2 separate regions of the Mus musculus genome follow, and region 2 is linked to region 1. Evidence: chromatin contacts called from public promoter capture Hi-C data. All regions are on one chromosome and are shown on one strand. The core of a region is the stretch at or near the end of the contact, and the rest is flanking DNA. Distances in the headings are between cores, read along the strand shown. Region 1 overlaps Bend6 (BEN domain containing 6). Region 2 overlaps Dst (dystonin).

Region 1 (2,939 bases), core at 245-2,744:
TAATCCCTTATAAAACTCTGTTAAAGATTTCTGTAAAGTATCCCATGTCTTCTTGTGTGATGCTTTCTGTGCTGGTCAATAAATACAGAGCAAGCCCTTTGTCAGGGGCAGAGTCCACTCACAGCTACACACCAGACATACATAAACACCGTTAGTCACATGCAGAAAAGACAGACACCCAAAGATATAACAGACAGACACAGAAGGACAGACACAGGGACAGATTCACAAGATCACCTTCAGGCTGACACAGACTCTCATACAAACATACAGTCAGGAGACCCAAGGAGCATGAAGTAGAGAGTTCACATTGGACTCTCTTGGCTAATGTCTCGAAGGGAAATTACTGGTGAGTTGGAGTTAATCACTAATGCGTTTAATCCATGCCATCTTATAATGTCTAGTCAAATGAATAGAAACAAACAAGCAATTTCGAAACCACAAGTCATCCTCCTATGTATTTCATACAGATATAACCTGTGGGGTATAGTTATATTACATTAATGAATTTTAGTTGTTCTAGCCCGAAAAATAACCAAAAGTGGATTCCTCTATAAGCTGATGGCAATGTTGATTTGTTTCTCTAGAGAACATGTTTAACAATTTATATGCACCTCATAATATCAAGTCTTGTGGATAATTTTGGAGAGTGCAATGCTTTTTGAAAAAATCAGGAACAAATTAAGATTTCTATTATGATTTTCATGTGCTACTAAATGATATATATGTAGTCTTTTACAGTGTTTTATAAAGTGGGTCAGAGGTGGGGATATGAGGGAGATGGTACTGTTTAAGGACATGTGAATACAGCATGCTACATGCATTATAAAACACGTAAAAATGTATAAAACATGTATAAAATGTGGGACTGTATAAAGACATTCAAATAAAAATACAGGATGAACATGTCGGTAAGTTGTTCAAAGGAAAGGAGGGCAATGGGGTAGTGAGGAACAGCTGTGAGCTGAGTTCTAAACAGAAGAGCAAAGAGTAAGTCTTACTGAAGAAACGCACCAATTTCCATAAAATATTTTGGGAGGAAAACCATTTTCAGACAGTTTGATGATCTTTTGTTTAGATCAGAAAACAAACTTTGAACAATGTTATATCTGGTGCTGGCTGAAATGAAGTAGGAAAACTGTCTACTGTCTGTGTTTCTAACTTAACCTTAAAAAGAGAACAGAAACTATATTCCCTTGGTTGGATAAAGAGTTAAAAAGGACAAATTACAGAAGATGGGGGAAAGTGCCAAGAAACAACGAGGAACAAGGCTGAGAATTGCAGAGGCAGCTGAGGTAGATGAGAAGATTAAATCAACAGAACACCGACCTGTGCTTTCTCCAGAGCACTATTCGCATTTTCTGAGTTTGCTGTCTCTGTCCGTTTCCTCTTTCTTTTTCTAAGAACTTGGTTGTCGGTGATGTCATCTGTCTGCAAGATCTTCTGCATTTTCTCAATTAGTCAGCCCAGGCTTTCCGGAACGGCGATGGCAGAAACGCCCATGTAGGTGCCGCTGTTCTGCATGCGGTTCTCGCTTCTTAAAAACAAAAACAAAACACAGGGGGCCTCAGCCTGCTGCCGGCTCAGGTGAGCGCCTTTCACGGAAGGTGCCATGTGGAAGGGGCCATGTTGTTGTCTTTCTTACTGGCCAACTTCCCGCACATGTTTACTTGACTCAAAAAAATCCAGCTTGGTGCTGGAGACGTGGCTCAGTGGTTAAGAGCACTGACTGCTCTTCCAGAGGTCCTGAGTTCAATTCCCAGCAACCACATGGCGGCTCACAGCCTGGGATCTGAAGTCCTCACAGATGTGTCTTACGACGGCTATGGTATACTCACATACATAAAATAAATAAGTCTTTTTTGTTTTAAAGATTTTATTTATTTTATATATGTAAGTACACTGTAGCTGTCTTTAGGCACACCAGAAGAGGGCATCAGATCCCATTACAGATGGTTGTGAGCCACCATGTGGTTGCTGGGAATTGAACTCAGGACCTCTAGAAGAGCAGTCAGTGCTCCTAACCTCAGAGCCATCTCCCCAGCCCTAAATAAATAAATAAATAAATAAATCTTAAAAGGAAAAAAAAATCTATTGCAAGGCAGGGGATTGATACACAGTAGCAGGTCATACTTTAAGAAACAAAAGAACCCATTCAGCTTTGTTACCGCCCTCAAGCTGCTCATGTGGTCAGGTGCGGCTAGTTGGCTTTAAAAACTTCAAACAGTGTAAGAACACTTTCCATCTGCCCTTCTTGTCAAGTAGCCATGAAGAATCTACAGGTTTTAAAAATTCTAGGTGTATGTAAACATCATCACACAGAACTGAAATTATGCACTTCTAGGAAAATGTATTAATAATAGTTGACAACATCAGGATGGAGGGTAAACATATTCCCAAGAGACCAATAAGAGTTGCTTAGACCCGAGTTTTGCTTTAAAAGGTGTTTTTCTTTCTGAAAACTCTGCAATCTTATGATAAGAGGTTCCCCTTGTCCCAAACTAGTTGAGTCTATCAGTAGGGTTGTAATGACAACATTTAACCTTGGTTATGTATAGCTGGTGATGCACATTAGGTCTTATTTAATCTTCAGAGTATTTGCTTCAATTGGTTTGTTTTCATAAGCATTTAATTATACGTAATAAAACCAGAGTCAGATTGAGCATATGAGTCTTCATGAAATATATAGAATATTGAGCACCCGGTAATATTTTGCTTCTTATCAAATTACTATAAATGTATTAGCAAATGCACTACTCAAAAATTTTTATTCACAAAGTTTATAATAAAACACTGGAGTCCAGCATCGTTTTGAAAGCTATATTTACTAATGTGATGAGTGAAGTTTTCAAGATAACATTATAGTTGGGCATAGGGTACACACCTGCAAGCCTAGCACTTCAAAGATGAAGGCAGAGGGTTTCATGTTCAAGGCGAAC
Region 2 (2,939 bases), core at 227-2,726, 270 kb after region 1:
TTTTACTTTATATTTTTATAATATATTATGCCTACTAAGAATGTACAGAAGTGGTGTGCCCTTGTTTTTGAGACAGGGTCTATGTTGCCCTGATGGCCTAGGACTGTGTACATAGACCAGGCTGGCCTCATCTATCTATCTTTGCCTCTGAGTGCTGGAATTCAAGCTGTGCACCACCACATCTGACAGGTTTATGCTTTCTGGCCTCAGTTCTAAGGACTTTATGTCCTTATGATCTTATATTTTCAATTTAAAATTTATGTAGTTTTCTTGTAATCATTTCTGAAAGAAAAGATGGGTTGTGGTGTTTTAAGAGGTATAAAGCAGCCGGGCGTGGTGGTGCACACCTTTAATCCCAGCACTCGGGAGGCAGAGGCAGGCGGATTTCTGAGTTCGAGGCCAGCCTGGTCTACAAAGTGAGTTTCAGGACAGCCAGGGCTATACAGAGAAACCCTGTCTCGAAAAACCAGAAAAAAAAAAAGGTATAAAGCATGTAAAAATCAAATTATAAGATAATAAAGGTCAAGAGCTTATCAGTAAAAATGCTTTTCTACAAAATGTCTAGCATATATTTTTGTCAGAGTGCATTATGTGAACAAGAAAACGTGTCTATAAAATAGGGGAATGATAATAACTAAGGCTAGCGTCGTCGAGCAGAAGTAGGAACACGCTGCCTTCGTGTGCCCGCAGTGTGGGCTCATGCTCTTTGCATACTTAAACCAGGCTGTGAGTAAAATTCCCGCTAACGTTCCACGAAAGTGAGATGTGAGCTTTACGATGGGGATAAATATCTTCAGTAAGAGGGAGCATCTGAATTGCTTTGTGTGTATAGCATACATTTGCATGTGTGCATACGTGTGTGGTATACAGGTGTGTGCTCACGTGTCTTCTATTGCACGAATACTGCCTTGTTACAAGGTCTCTCCTGAAGACCACCATTTTGAAGCTCACCATTTTCACAGGCTGGCCAACGGGCCACCAAGCTCTTGGGGTCCATCTCTCTTTGCCACCCAATGCTGAGATTATAGACACACAAAGCCACGTCCAGCTTTTTAGATGGCTGCTTGGGGTTTGAACACAAAACATTCATGGTTGCATCTGAGGCATCTCTCTAGTCCCAAATAGATGGAAATTTAAAGACTGTTATCCTAGTGAGATTATCAAGGGTGGAGGCGGTAGACACTCAGAGCAGAAGCTGTAGATACTCAGAGCAGAGCACAAGCCCCCGGGTGCTTCAGGAAGAGCAGTGGAAGGCCACTGGAAGAGAAGGGGCCAGCCAAGCCAGGCGACAGTGTAAGAAAGACTCCTTAGGGTCTTTGGTTTTCCTGGTGCCTTTCGATTTTCTCCCCTTTACAGTTTTTTTTCTTAGCTAATTTGTTTTCTCTGTTGCAACCTTTGGCTAGAAGACATCCACTGCAGTGCTGTTCTGGTAACATAGTTAAACTCAAGACGGAGGAGGGGCTCATTCGGCTCCCTGTGTTGTGCAGCTGTTTCTCTTCTGAAATGACCTCATCCTGAAAGAAGTTTTGTGTTTTATTCTCTTGGTCAGAAAACCTTCATTCTTCAATGACTTTATTCATTCCCCTTGGGATTACTCAGTGTTTACGCTCCTTGCTAATGGCGGGGTTCTCACAATAGCATGCTCTTTCTTGCCCGGAGGTTGGCAGTCGCAGAAGGTCTGGGTCTTATTTGAACAGTTTTCTATTGGAAGAACTTTAGACATTTGGTTTTTTTTTTTTGGTTTTTTTGAGACAGGGTTTTTCTGTGTAGCCCTGGCTGTCCTGGAAGTCACTTTGTAGACCAGGCTGGCCTCGAACTCAGAAATCCGCCTGCCTCTGCCTCCTGATTAAAGGCATGCACCTTTTGTACATATCTGTTTAGTATTCTTGACATAAGTAGATGGGTCTGTGAATTAAATAAATATTTTATGTGTGTGTGTGGAGAGAGAGAGAGAGAGAGAGAGAGAGAGAGAGAGAGCTGTCCTTACCTCTCATACTGTTACTGGTGAATGTTGACCACATTGGTGGGCATGGAGGCCAGTGAGGTATTTGTGATGATTTTCTGGCCTGTGGACAAATAGGAAGTGGAGATACATTTCCATTTCGTGAACACTTCCTTCTAAGACCTAATGAAAGTACAGGTAGATTGATGGCGGGGCGGGGGGGGGGGGGGGGCAGAATCCTGCCTTTTCTTTAGGTTAAACAAAAGTACGCAGTTGTGTTTGATTTTCTTCCCAAGATTGGTGATGTACTTTAAGGGAGTTTCTTGTGCATATGACTGCTACACAGGGTCCTTACTGCTCATTCCTCCCATACGCCCACAGCACACAGAGGGCCCGCTATTTGTGTGGGGGGTAATGTTGAGCAAACCTGAGAGCCTGTGGGATGACAGAGAGGTCTCCTCTATATAGGGAGGTTCTAAAGAGATTTTAGTGGGTGGGTGCAGCAGAGAATTGAGAGGCGGGTCCTGCAGAGGCTGGAGAGGGGTGGGTGCTGCGGAGACCGGGGAAGCATTTAAAGCATTGGTTCTCAACCCATTGGTCACAAGCAGATATTCCTACATATCAGATAGCCCACATTGCGGATATTTACATTACAGTTCACAACAGTAGCATGATTACAGTTATGAAGTAGCAGTGAAAAATTTTATGGTTGGGAATCACTCCAACATGAGGAACTGTATTAAAGGGCCACAGCATTTGAGAGGCTGGGAACCACTGGCTTAACGGAAGCCTCAGTTTTAATATGGGTGTGGTACTGGTACTTACAGATGTATAACTTAGGTGGCTAACCCAGGCAGGTGTCAGGCTGAATTGGCACGGATGAAACTTAACACGGTGCACTTTTTCCTAGGCCGGACCTGATAGACATGAATACTGTTGCTGTTCAAAGCAACCTTGCAAATTTAGAGCATGCTTTTTATGTAGCTGAAAAAATCGG

Evidence for each region. Capture Hi-C pulls out chosen DNA fragments and counts their contacts.
Region 2: a promoter capture Hi-C map of adipose tissue shows a contact between it and region 1. The contact joins two enhancer-like sites. A contact is called at or near these places in 1 of 15 datasets of contacts at CTCF or cohesin (large pre-B cells), 14 of 484 Hi-C or Micro-C datasets (CD8 T cells, the HL-1 cell line, the N1E-115 cell line and 8 more), 1 of 115 datasets of contacts at active chromatin or transcription factors (astrocytes) and 2 of 9 other capture datasets (adipose tissue and liver).

Annotation. Positions count from the first base shown.
Region 1 is chr1:33,882,112-33,885,050 of GRCm38.p6, forward strand. Bend6 (BEN domain containing 6) reads right to left here. Exons shown (of 7, transcript NM_177235.3): 2 at 1,330-1,537. The coding sequence starts at 1,449. Among named protein-coding and RNA genes, the nearest start is that of Gm38471, 8.8 kb to the left of the region's middle. Within about 2 kb of position 1,495, at least 147 of the 459 cell types and tissues checked have an H3K27ac peak or open chromatin away from gene starts, as enhancers often do. A contact at or near this core is called in adipose tissue and uterus, where this site is marked.
Region 2 is chr1:34,149,350-34,152,288 of GRCm38.p6, forward strand. Dst (dystonin) reads left to right here. Exons shown (of 103, transcript NM_001276764.1): 10 at 2,853-2,939. Among named protein-coding and RNA genes, the nearest start is that of Gm51742, 16 kb to the left of the region's middle. Within about 2 kb of position 1,477, at least 89 of the 459 cell types and tissues checked have an H3K27ac peak or open chromatin away from gene starts, as enhancers often do. A contact at or near this core is called in adipose tissue and uterus, where this site is marked.